Linked DNA regions of Gossypium hirsutum: region 2 is linked to region 1. Evidence: chromatin contacts called from public Hi-C data. All regions are on one chromosome and are shown on one strand. Each heading gives the region's core, a stretch centred on a gene start, on an enhancer-like site or on the middle of the called end of the contact. The rest is flanking DNA. Distances are from core to core; before and after follow the strand shown. Region 1 holds the start of LOC107887191 (probable inactive receptor kinase At1g48480). Region 2 holds the start of LOC107887034 (prostaglandin E synthase 2).

Evidence for each region. Hi-C and Micro-C count contacts between places; a contact is called where the count stands out from the background.
Region 2: a contact with region 1 is called in a Hi-C map of leaf, with 2.2 times the contacts expected there. The contact joins the promoter of LOC107887034 here to the promoter of LOC107887191 in region 1. A contact is called at or near these places in 10 of 34 Hi-C or Micro-C datasets (callus, hypocotyl, leaf and 1 more).

The regions. Positions count from the first base shown.
Region 1 is chrA03:46,805,381-46,811,224 of Gossypium_hirsutum_v2.1, reverse strand. LOC107887191 (probable inactive receptor kinase At1g48480) reads right to left here and starts at 3,436. Exons shown (of 2, transcript XM_016811356.2): 1 at 1,693-3,436; 2 at 190-1,117. The coding sequence starts at 3,064. The coding sequence ends at 522.
Region 2 is chrA03:47,127,385-47,133,228 of Gossypium_hirsutum_v2.1, reverse strand. It overlaps LOC107887034 (prostaglandin E synthase 2), which reads left to right and starts at 2,789. Exons shown (of 6, transcript XM_016811167.2): 1 at 2,789-3,290; 2 at 4,239-4,373; 3 at 4,521-4,608; 4 at 5,570-5,664. The coding sequence starts at 2,954.

The DNA.
Region 1 (5,844 bases), core at 2,187-4,686:
ACTAAAAAGTTTTAGCAATGCCAGCGAGTGAAATTATTATGTTACTGAAATTTTGTTATTTGTTAGAAGACATCACACCAAAGCTAACATTTTAAAGCAACTAAAACAGCCTGGTATTCAACATATAAAAAGAAAGCTGCAAAAGCAAAAGCAAAAGTAATAATTACAGCTACCAATATCCACCCAACATGAACCAAATAGAACAGATTTCCACCTCAAAGTATAAATGAAAAAAAAAAATACAATCCAACGACCAATGGAGAATTAGAGGGATAGAAGAAAAAAAGAAAATGACAATGACAATGGGCGCCTAGTAAGGAATATGAGACCGGGAGAGAGTCAAGCATACAACAAGGCCTAAGGCCACCAAACTTAACATGCTAATTATGGACATTCAAAGAAAAAAAAAAAAACAGAAAAATGCATTGATAATCCATTTAACCCACTTGCATAATGGTGTATGGTGGTGGCCTGCTTGAGCTAATCAGCTAACTCGTCCAGGGCCATCTTCATTGATCTTATCAGGCAGACTGTGGGATCAGATCGTCTCGCAAACTAGATTGACGTAGCTCCTCGATTCGGCTCCTCACTTGAGACATGGTGGGGCGCTTGTCAGGGTATTGTGCAGCACAATCAACAGCAAGTTGCAAGAGTTGGACCATCTCTTCCTCCACATTCTGATACCTGAGGAGCTCAAGATCAAACACCTCGGAAGTCCATTCTTCACGAACAACAGACTGCACCCACCTCGGGAGGTCAATTCCTTCCTCGTTCAAGATTGAATGGGTGGGGGCTTTCCCAGTCAATAACTCCAAAAGCAACACACCAAAGCTATAAACATCAGCCTTTTGTGATACTTTGCGGGGGTCAGTCACCTCTGGTGCCCGGTACCCCAGCACTCTATTGGGACTGGACGATGAACCTACAATGTTTGCCAGTCCAAAATCCGAAACTCGAGCTTCATAGGATTTAGTGAGGAGGATATTTGAAGATTTTATGTTTCCATGAGAGACATTAGGGCCTTGAGAGTGGAGGTATTCAATTCCACAGGCAGCTCCAAGAGCAATTCCAGACCTAATGTCCCAGTTCAGTGGAGTCCTTCCTGCCCCTTTATTCCCTGCATCCCAAAATTAACAGAGCAATGAAAGAAAAATTAAAATGTAAATACAGCATGAGGATATTTGTTATGATTACAGATTATGATGGAATCTCCAGAAATGGCAGAGAGATAAACGAAACATCAATGCAACATGAGAAGCTCATAACAAGAGAGGTAAATGGCAGAATGAGAAGATCAATGCAACCCCATTCAAATTGATTTTCATGTTTCCATGAAATACCAATGAAGTATTACGCTCTTTTAAGCATTCCTAATTTATCAGTTTTTTTAAAAGAGAACAAATCCATAATCCTCTCAGAGATGATGAAGACATACCAAATGAATCTTCAGGTAGATACAGTGATGACATTCAATAAATAGTGTTACAATTAAAATAGTACAGATTATGATAAACTTCTAAAGGATCCAAAGCTAAGAGTCAGATGATAACAAATAATGGTAGTAAAAAAAGGAGTGACTGAGACCATCTCCACTCCAGCATCAACAGATGATGAAGAATGGAAATGATAACATAAATCTGAAAAAAGCAAAACAAGAATAAATTATCCAAGAATAGAATGAAATGCTCTCACCATGCAAAAGCGCTGATAAGCTTCCCATGGGCATGTAATCATAAACAAGAAGCTTCTCATCCCTACTAAAATAGTAAGCTCTGAGAGGGACCAAATGCTGATGATCCATAGCTCCAACCCCTTCGATCTTATCCTTAAATTCCCTCTCAGATATAGTGACATCCTTGAGTCTCTTAACAGCCACTGCGTTTCCACCTTCCAACACTGCTTTATATGCTGTTCCAAACGTGCCTTTACCTAAAACCTCTGCAGAAGCTCTCAACAAATCCTCCAAATCAAACACTCGCGTTGCATTCCCAAAGAAGACCAACTTCTTAGCTCCGGTCCCACTGTTTTCCGCCGCTTTGGCTCCACCACCCACCATTGCTGCTACTGCCGCCGCTGCCACTGAATACCCATTCCCATTCCCATTCGCATATCCACCATTCTCCATTTCCCCACCTGATTTCTCCCCAGGAATCTCCATTTCTTGATTCTTAAGCGAAGTGATGTCAATTGACCTCGATTGCTTGCTACTCTTCTTTCTACATAAAATCATTAAAATCACAACAATCAGAAGAAATCCGAGCACAGATCCAATAACAATACCTGCAATTGCACCCCCAGACAACTTGCTCTTCTTCTTTTTCTCTGGTTTATTCTCATTCGTTGGATTGGCGGGCTCACTTGTATTCCCAGGAGCAGCAGTAGCAGTGGCAGGGCAAGCCTTGTCAAGTGGTTTCCCACAAAGCAAATTCCCCAGAAAAGCATCGGACCCATATTTCTGTAACCCCTTGGGGATTGAGCCGTTCAACAAATTATTTGACACATTAAATTGGCCAAGGTTTTGCAAAGAACCCAACTCAGGTACCGACCCAGAAAGACTATTGCTGTCAAGAAGCAAAGTTCTCAACCTCGTCAAATTGTTGAACCCAACAGAGACTTCCCCAGAAAAGTTGTTCCCAGAAAGACTTAGCCTCACTAAATCATGAAGACCAAACAGGAATTCCGGTATCTCACCCGAAAAATGGTTTCCCTGCAAGTAAAGGTTTCGGAGGTTTTGACAGAGAGCAAGATCCGAAGGGAGTGGTCCAGTTAACGAGTTAAGACGTAGACTGAGGGTGCGCAGCTGAGTCAAGTTCCCGAAAATGCCAGTCGGAATTTGGCCAGAGAGAGCAACACCAGGTAGTCTAAGCACTGTGACGCGGTTCCGCTCGCACGTAACCCCAGCCCACGAGCATGGACTCTGGTTCGAGACGTTCCATAAGAGGGTTCTGCCTCCGACTGAGGAACGAAGGCTCAAAAGAGAAGCTCTGTCGGTGACAAGATCTGGTTTGGCCACCTGCAGTAGGAGTGAAGAAAGAATGGCAATGAAAAAAAACTGGGTGAGCATTTTGGGTGATGGCGAAGACAAGGAGAACAAGGATAGGAATATAATAGGATAATGTGGGTGGGATACTGATCTGAAACAGCTTTCTTTTCTCCCTTTTCGGCCTAGATTGGAGGCATTGCAAGAAGAAAAGAAAAAGTGTTAATGAGAGAGCATTTTTTCTGTGTTGATAGGTAAAGAGTGGGTGGGCAGTGATGAGTGCCAAAAAGGAACAAGAAAGAGAGAGAAAGAATAGAGTGAGGCAAACCCTAGCTGTTTTACAGTAAGGATGGCTGCAGCTGGTTCGTCAACCCCGTTTCCCTTTTTTTTCTTTTCTTTTTTGTCTTTCTTAGGTTTTCTTTTATTATTATTAAATACGTAAATTAAAACGTTTTTAGTACAAACAAGAAGCTATTCGTTTTTGGCCTTTTCCTACTGATGCATATTCAGTCTTCGACGCTTTAACTGCTGCAACCCATTAATTATAATTAAAATAGTCACTAATTCCTCTTTATCCACAATTATATCTCGGAATTATTATTATTTTTCATTTCAAGGTAGATGGATGAATGTTATAAAATATGAGTATATTTTTAAGTTAAAATTAGTAAAATATATTTGATTAAATTTAATATTATTATTGGTGTAAGAAAATGTGAATTTGATTGTGTTAGGATGTATTACTTTTTTATTTAAGAGTTAGAGAAAGAATTAAAGATAATTTTAAGCATGATGAAATAAATAAAAAAATATAAATTTTTATGATTATAAAGTGTTTTTTTTTTCAATTTTAGTGATGGATAAAGTGGCGGAAAGTTTTTCCTCTTATCAAATTCAAAGCCTTCTTACTGTACGAAGCATGATTTTGTTGGCAAATAATTGATATGGGAATGTTTGGATGAGATTTTCGGTAATAAAACAATTTTTTTATGTTTAAAAATCTTGTTTTGGGCAGGTAATATTGTGTTATTAATGACAGATAATCTCACTATCACATGTTTTTTAAATAATTTTAGCAAAGTTGTTAATTGCAGTAACTAAAAAGTTGTGAGCATGTTGTTTTTTTTTTAAATGAAAAATTAAAGAGTAGGTTTTCTAAAACAAGTATAATGATTTATTTGGCCTTTTAATGTTATGAAAAATATTTTAGTTTAAGAATTTATATTATTTGTTAAATCATCTTAAAATAGATAGAAATATTATATTTATTAATTTTATTGACATGATATTCACGTGGATGTCATGTTAGCAATTATTTATTTTTTTAAAAATTAAAAAATATTTTTTATAATGTTTTTAAATTTTTTAAAATTAAAAAAATAATTAATTGATAACATGAAATACACGAAAATACCATGTCCATAAAATTAACAAACATAATTTTTCTATCTATTTTAAGGTGATTTGAGAAATGACACAAGTTTAAGGGTTAAAAGAGATAAAAATTTAAATGGAATGCTAAAATATTTTTTTTAAAAGTTGGAGAGTCAAATAAGTCATTATGCCTATAAAAATAACAACTTCATTTGCCTTCTTAATAACTTTGATTAATTTTCATTAAAACCAAAAATGAAAAAAAAATTATAAATCAACTTTGATTAATTATCTATTTAACAAATTTATATTATTTTTATATTAAAAATATTTTACTCTTATATTACATTTTGTTTGTGGCTTATATGTTCTTAGTTTTTAATTTATAATATTATTAGTGAGGTTTTTGTATTATCAATTATTTTGTCTTAATTTTTCCCATTATTTTTATAATCAATTTTCACTTTTAGCATTTTAATAAAAAATTTAACTTCATTTATAATTAAAAATAATTTAATAAAATATACTTTTAAATAATTTTAATTTTCGTCGATTAAATGTCAAAATTTTATATTTTAACCAAATAAATAAAATAAAAATTTACTCTTTATTTAAAAATCCGATCCGACTCGATATTGAATATAATTGAAACCCAGTCAGAAGCCTTAAACTCCATTTACTTCACTGAAAATAGCTTCCAGAAAATAATTTCTGGAAAATGACTTACTTTTCTGGGAAAGCTAATATTTTTCTGATGTTTGGATGAATCTGTGTAAAATATTTTTTGTTGTTTGAAAATTTTAATATTTCATAAAAGTTGTTTTTAATGAAACAAACATACATTTGAGATTATGATAAGTAGTGAATCGATTACAAAGTGATATTAAGGTGAAATTATAATAAATAATAAATCTTCATGATGTTAAGGATTAAATTGTAAACTTTGTAAAATTTATAATTGAAACAAGAGAAGTGATATGTATGAAAATTTTTCATGTGAAATGAGATATTATAATGAATTATTTGATTAAAGTGCTTATATGGTGAAAAATGAATTACATGGCAATAGGGACTAAATTGAAAAACGTACAAAAGTTTAAGTGTGAAACAATTTAATATACGAATAAGGAAATTATTGTAAAAGTTTAACAAATATGTTATGAGATGATGAAATATACATAAAGTATTGTAAAAGTGAAATTGTGGAAAAATATGGAATTTTTATAATAACAATGACTAAACTGTTAAACTTGAGAAAATAAGTGGATGAAATAATAGAAGTGAAATAAATAGAAATTTGATATGTGAAACAATATAGTAAGATAAATTATGTGATTAAAATTCAACAAGAAATAAAATTGATTTAATGTGATTAATTAGTGAATATTGAACTTTTATGACAAAAAAGGACTAAATTAAAATGTTATAAAAGTTTCTATGAAAATATTTGATAAGTGAAGAATGTAGTAGATAATGTAACATCTCAGTGC
Region 2 (5,844 bases), core at 1,540-4,039, 320 kb before region 1:
TGACCGATACTTGAATTGGACTTTAGAAATAGAGCAATGTTCATATAGAAGGAAAATAATACAGGGTACCATATTAAGGCTTATAGACACGGGTAAAGGTAACTTGAGGTTTTTGCTCTTCAAAGAAGCAGACCATTTTAGAACTCTTCTAAACAGTAAACTGGGTATGATTTTGCTGAAGCATTATTAACATTAAGGGTAGATTCTTAGTAATCCTAACCTTCCAAATCAACATCATATATCCTTTATTCTTTATCGTTGTTCTTAGTTATTTATTTGTTCATTTACATAATATTCACATAGTAATTCTCATAATTGCTATTACATTTCTACTATCATTTTGCCATAGCATTTCTAAGTATTCATTAATTCCACATATTGCATACATCACTATCCCATTAATTGTCATTGCATACTTACCATAGCTTTACCATAGAATTAATTACATTTTATTATAATATCTTGACCACTTTTGTGCCTCAATCTGATCCTCGTAGGAACTATACTCGCTCATCACTTTATTACTTAGTTTGATGTGTATACTTGCACAAATCACATATTATTTCACACATGAAAGCAATCATAGGAAGAATGAAAAGCCATGGAAATAATTTAATGCCTTGTCTAGCTCTAACAAATTGCTTAAGTTTGACCTCATATGTAGGTGCTCACGTTTGACTTTATAATTATTTGTTAGATCTTTGTTTGCTCCCTTATTGGTTTCAACTATAGCTAAAATGACTGAAGAGACATGAGTAGTTAATAAAGACATAGCCTTGTCACCTTTGGAGTGACATCTACTAGAAATGGATGAAGTTGAGGGAAAGTTATGAGATCCATAGCAAGACCCTTGGGATCAAATTTGGTTGGTGATCAAAGATTTGTAAAATCGCATGTAGCTTCAAACATCATTGCAAATATTAAATGAAGCAGATGAAAATATGAAGTACGATGAGCTTAAGTGTACCTAAACAAGTGTTATACAGGGCTATATTAGAGGTTGTAAGAGATGGGTGAACAATAAAACCCAATTTGAATTTGTTCTAGTAAACAAACAACAAAAGTTCCAAAGACCAAATGCCTTTAAAGATAACATTGAGAACAATAATAAGTTGTAGCCTCTCTTCTCATGGTTTGATTCATATTCAATTCAACCTCCCCATTTTTAGAAGGCATGCCTCTGTTTGCCACAAAATTTTCTTCAACCTTTTCTATTGAAAAAGATTGCATGCCTTTCAACATTATTTCCCACTATTGCTGCAAATCCATACCAATCCATAATATTTGTGTAATGCACAAACAATCCTTTATCATTAAAATATAAATAGAATCTATTTTATTAATTAGAATAATTTGCATTAGACCATTGCACTTTTCCTTTACCAAAAGTCTAGATTTATAAAGGTCATAAATTTCAACAAGTTAATTCGCCTATATCACCAGTTGCATAAACATTTTCTAATTTAGCTCTAGCATCAACAAGCATTAACAAATAAAACCCAATAGAGATTCCTTCATATGTGTCCTGAGAAAAAAATTTGGTAACATAAGATTGGACATGTAATTTTGAAGAATTCATACCTGATTGCTTAACTAATTTCTCATTGTCATTTGATGATATGAAATTAGAGATAGGTTTAGTTGATGAAGGCAGCCCCTTTTCATAACTTGACAATGATGGCCTTGATTCCATATGTGGTTTCGTACTGTGTTGAATGCATCACTAACATACATATCACAGACTATCTCATCCATTCTCACAAGCATTTGATCGAGCACCAAAGGTGCTTTTGGGCAAAAGTTCTTATGATCATTTTGTATTTTGCTTTGCAACCACTCCAAATAATTATTGGTTTTGGACTCCAAATGTACAAGTAATTGATCAATGACCTCATTTGATAGATTTATTCCATAACCAATCATAGCAAACATTGACGGCTCTAATACTTATTGATACGAGCCAAAATGTAGAGAGTAAAATTCACAGAGGAAAAAAGTAGAGGAAAGGAGAAGAGGGTTTAAGAATAAAAAAGAGAAACAGAGAAAAGAAAGAATTAAGAAAATGGATCTATTTATTTCATATATTGATGTTTATACACGTGATTGACTTTTAATTTTTATACAGGTAATGATCATATTACATGATTTTTTCAATATTGCCCATAGTAGTTACTACAAATACAATCTAGTTTACACAAATAACAAAAACTTATCTATTTTTTAAATTAGCCCATATCATAGTGTAGGCAAATAACTACTATATTTACTTTTGGCCTTTTAAAAAAATTGCCAAAGATGATGTTTTAGAAAGAAGATGGAAAAATGTGGTTGGGGTGAAAAACGAGAAATTAATGAAAAATTATTTTTTTGTATTTAGGATTTGGTTTTAGGTTATGTTTTTGGCCTAATCAATTAGTCTTCCTTACATACGTTGGACATCAAAGTTTTAGTCTTTTCAAAAGTTAGTATGTATTTTAGGTGATAAATATATAAATATGTGATATACTAATTAACAAATATGGTTAGATTCAGTTGACTTTGGGCTTGGAAAATTTTGTCCGACGCTAGGTCTAAATTAAATACGGACTTTTTTTGTTGCTTAAACTCATTTTTCAAGTCTAATTTTTTGTCTAAACCCATCTAAATTCAAATACATTCGAATAAGTCTAACTATGTATCATCTTAACTAAAAACAACCAAGTAAGAAAAAATAGAAGTAAATTTTTTTTTCTTAAACATTTGAATTAAGTTTAAATCTTGGTGCCACTCTAACATCCCGGCCCAAACAACATGGACAATAATGGTAATAAAAAAATCTTTAACTAAAAACATTTATTAAAAAAGAAAAGGCTTAACCCCTCTTATTTATTTTGGGGGTAAACGTCACCTGAATGGAAACTTTCCTCAACAAATCACAAAGCGCCGAGATCTGCCCTCTGCTATAGGATCGCCAATGAGAAGGGCCTCCTTCACCTCCTCCATCCTTTCTAGGACCCTCTCCACCGTTCACGACGGAGGAGCAGTCAACCTCCACCCTCGTCTCCGGGTGGCGCTCTTTAGCAGCAGCAGAGCCGACAATTCCAATTCTCGCCGCCATTGGTTCTTTCCGCTTCTCAATTCCTTTTCGAAAAGCTCTGGTCAAGCCGTCTCTCTCGGCCTTGTCGGCGTTGTCGCCTCAGTGGCCACTGCTGCTTCGGTCTACGCCAAGGAGCCGCCACCAGCTGAAATCATCCCAAAGGACGTTGTTCTTTATCAGTATGAGGCCTGCCCATTTTGTAATAAAGTTAAAGGTAGTATATATTCGTTTTTCTTCTTTCCGTTGCATTCGTACCAAATAAAATTGACAGAACCAATCAAATTTGAACTCAGAACTTCTTTTTTAAGCAAAAAGTAAATCCAAAAAATTATTTGGATAAGTAATTCTCACCTGTTTTGAATGATTAAATAGTTAGTTTTAGTGAGTTCTAAAGGAAACGATAATATGCTTACATTTTAACTATTCGCTATATATTACATTTTTAAATCAGACATGTTTTGGTAACTACCATGGTGATGGAGAGAAGGATTCTTTTGAAGAACTGAAAACCAAAAACATAACAAATGCATTATTTTTCTTTGATGAAACAATTATATTAGAATCTGTTTTGCATTGTAATCACTTTTTCCTTTTTAATCAGCTACACTTTTCTTTCTAGAATTTGCATTATTCTTAGCAACTTTAGGAAGTTGAAAGACAATAACATAAGGCTTTGCTTAATAGTGTGAAAAGAAAATTGGAAAGGTGGAAAATTGACGGAGTAGAAAAATAAAAAGATAGATGATATATATTTCCTTCAATTGATTTGCTTGGTACAAAAGATGGAAAAATTGAAAGAAAAAGTAAGTTTTTCCCTTCATTGCTTGATAGAGTTGAAAAATGAGGAGAAGAAAATAAAGCTTCTGAAAAATGCATAATTTTTAACTAACATACATCCCTTTCTCATTTCCTCTCCTCTTATCATTCCGAATTGGAATAATTGTTTTTAAGCATTAAGATTGAAAATGGTTCTCTCTTGTTTTCTTTCTTCCCACTTATCTCTTTCCTATCAAGTACACTTAGAGTTTACTTTCTTCTCATTTTTCCACCCATTCTTTCTGTTCTTCCATTTTTCTACTCAACCAAGCACTTTCTTAGTAACAAGACAACTAATTAAAATCTTAGTAACTTCATGATTCCCATAATGTTTATCGTCTCTCAGCATTCTTGGACTACTATGATATACCATACAAGGTGGTGGAAGTCAATCCCATTAGTAAGAAAGAGATCAAGTGGTCGGATTACAAGAAGGTGCCTATTCTGATGGTTGATGGTCAACAGCTGGTGGACTCATCAGGTTCTTGTTGTCAAAACTGTTTATAATTTAAGTTCTCATTGGATATTTTATATTACCCCTAAAGACCTAACAAGCTGTTTAAGTTATTGACTTTATTTAAGCTCATTAGTTGCAATGATGGACTGAACGCGCATGTGGAACATGCAGCTATTATTGACCAATTGAGTGAAAAGATCCTTCCTGGGAAAGCAATTATTTCAGTTGCTGATGAAGATGAAGAAACAAAGTGGCGTAGGTACGGACTGTCTTGTTTCCTATAGTAATTAAAATTTTATTTTTACTATATCACTACAATATTATTAGTTCTTAAGAACTCAATCTTGATATAACATTTGTTACCTTCTTAAGGAGGATTTAGGTCTTCGGTTTAACCCCAGCTACTTGTACCAGAAAACTATCTATATCTTATTAAAATTTCATCTTGCTAAGCAAAAGGTATTAAAAGAAACTATATGGGTGCACTAAATAGTTATTTTTTTAATTTATCTTATACTTTGAAACTAATTGAGATGACGCTTACCATGAAGTATACTAAGTTCAAAATAGTGCCAAAACATGGTATACTCTCGGAATAACAACCTGTCAACCACGTTTTTCTAGTAGTGTATAAAGGACTTTGTAGTCTTTTCAAATATCTTTTTACAGATACGAGCCAAACCAAACTTTGGCTTTTACAGTGCAGCAAACGAGAAATTTACTGGAATTTTCGGTAACTAGTTTAAGGTCTAAAATGTGAGATACGTGCCTTTCAACTGTAGAGTATTTGGGTGATTGCTCCTAGCATTCCTCTCAATTTTTTATTACCTGGTCTTGAAAGGTCAGAATTTTGACCTCAGTTATTGACCCTCTATCAAAGTGAATAATTTGTATAACTATTTATATTAATTGTCTTTTTAATTGAACCTCATGCATGAAAACATGAACTCTATGCTTAGCAAAGATGTTATGTTTCAGGATATATAAATGAGCATATATGAAAATACTTTTGGTAGTAGATAGAGTTATGTGTGTACAAAACTATACATAGGTCCTTTTTTCTTGTTTCTGAGTAGCTATGAGTTAATGATCTTGTACTGTAGAACTTTGGTTAATACATATTGCTGTATTAATGCAATTCAAAGTCTTCCTTTTTGCTTTAGCTGCTTTTAGAATAAGTATTTCATCTTTGGAACACTAATAATGATGTCCTTGTGTAGGTGGGTTGACAACCACTTGGTGCATGTCTTATCTCCAAACATATACCGCAACACGTCTGAGGCTCTTGAATCTTTTGACTACATCACTAGCAATGGTAAATTAATGCATAATTTTGTATTATACATATGTAGCTGCCTTCCCTCCATTTAAAAACCTTGCCACTTTTATATTATTTTAGTCAATGATTGATCCATTTACCCCTAAAGTTGGGAATAAATACGTCATCCACTATGTTTTCCACCAAGTCCTTTAATAAGTAGTGAGAAAGTAATTT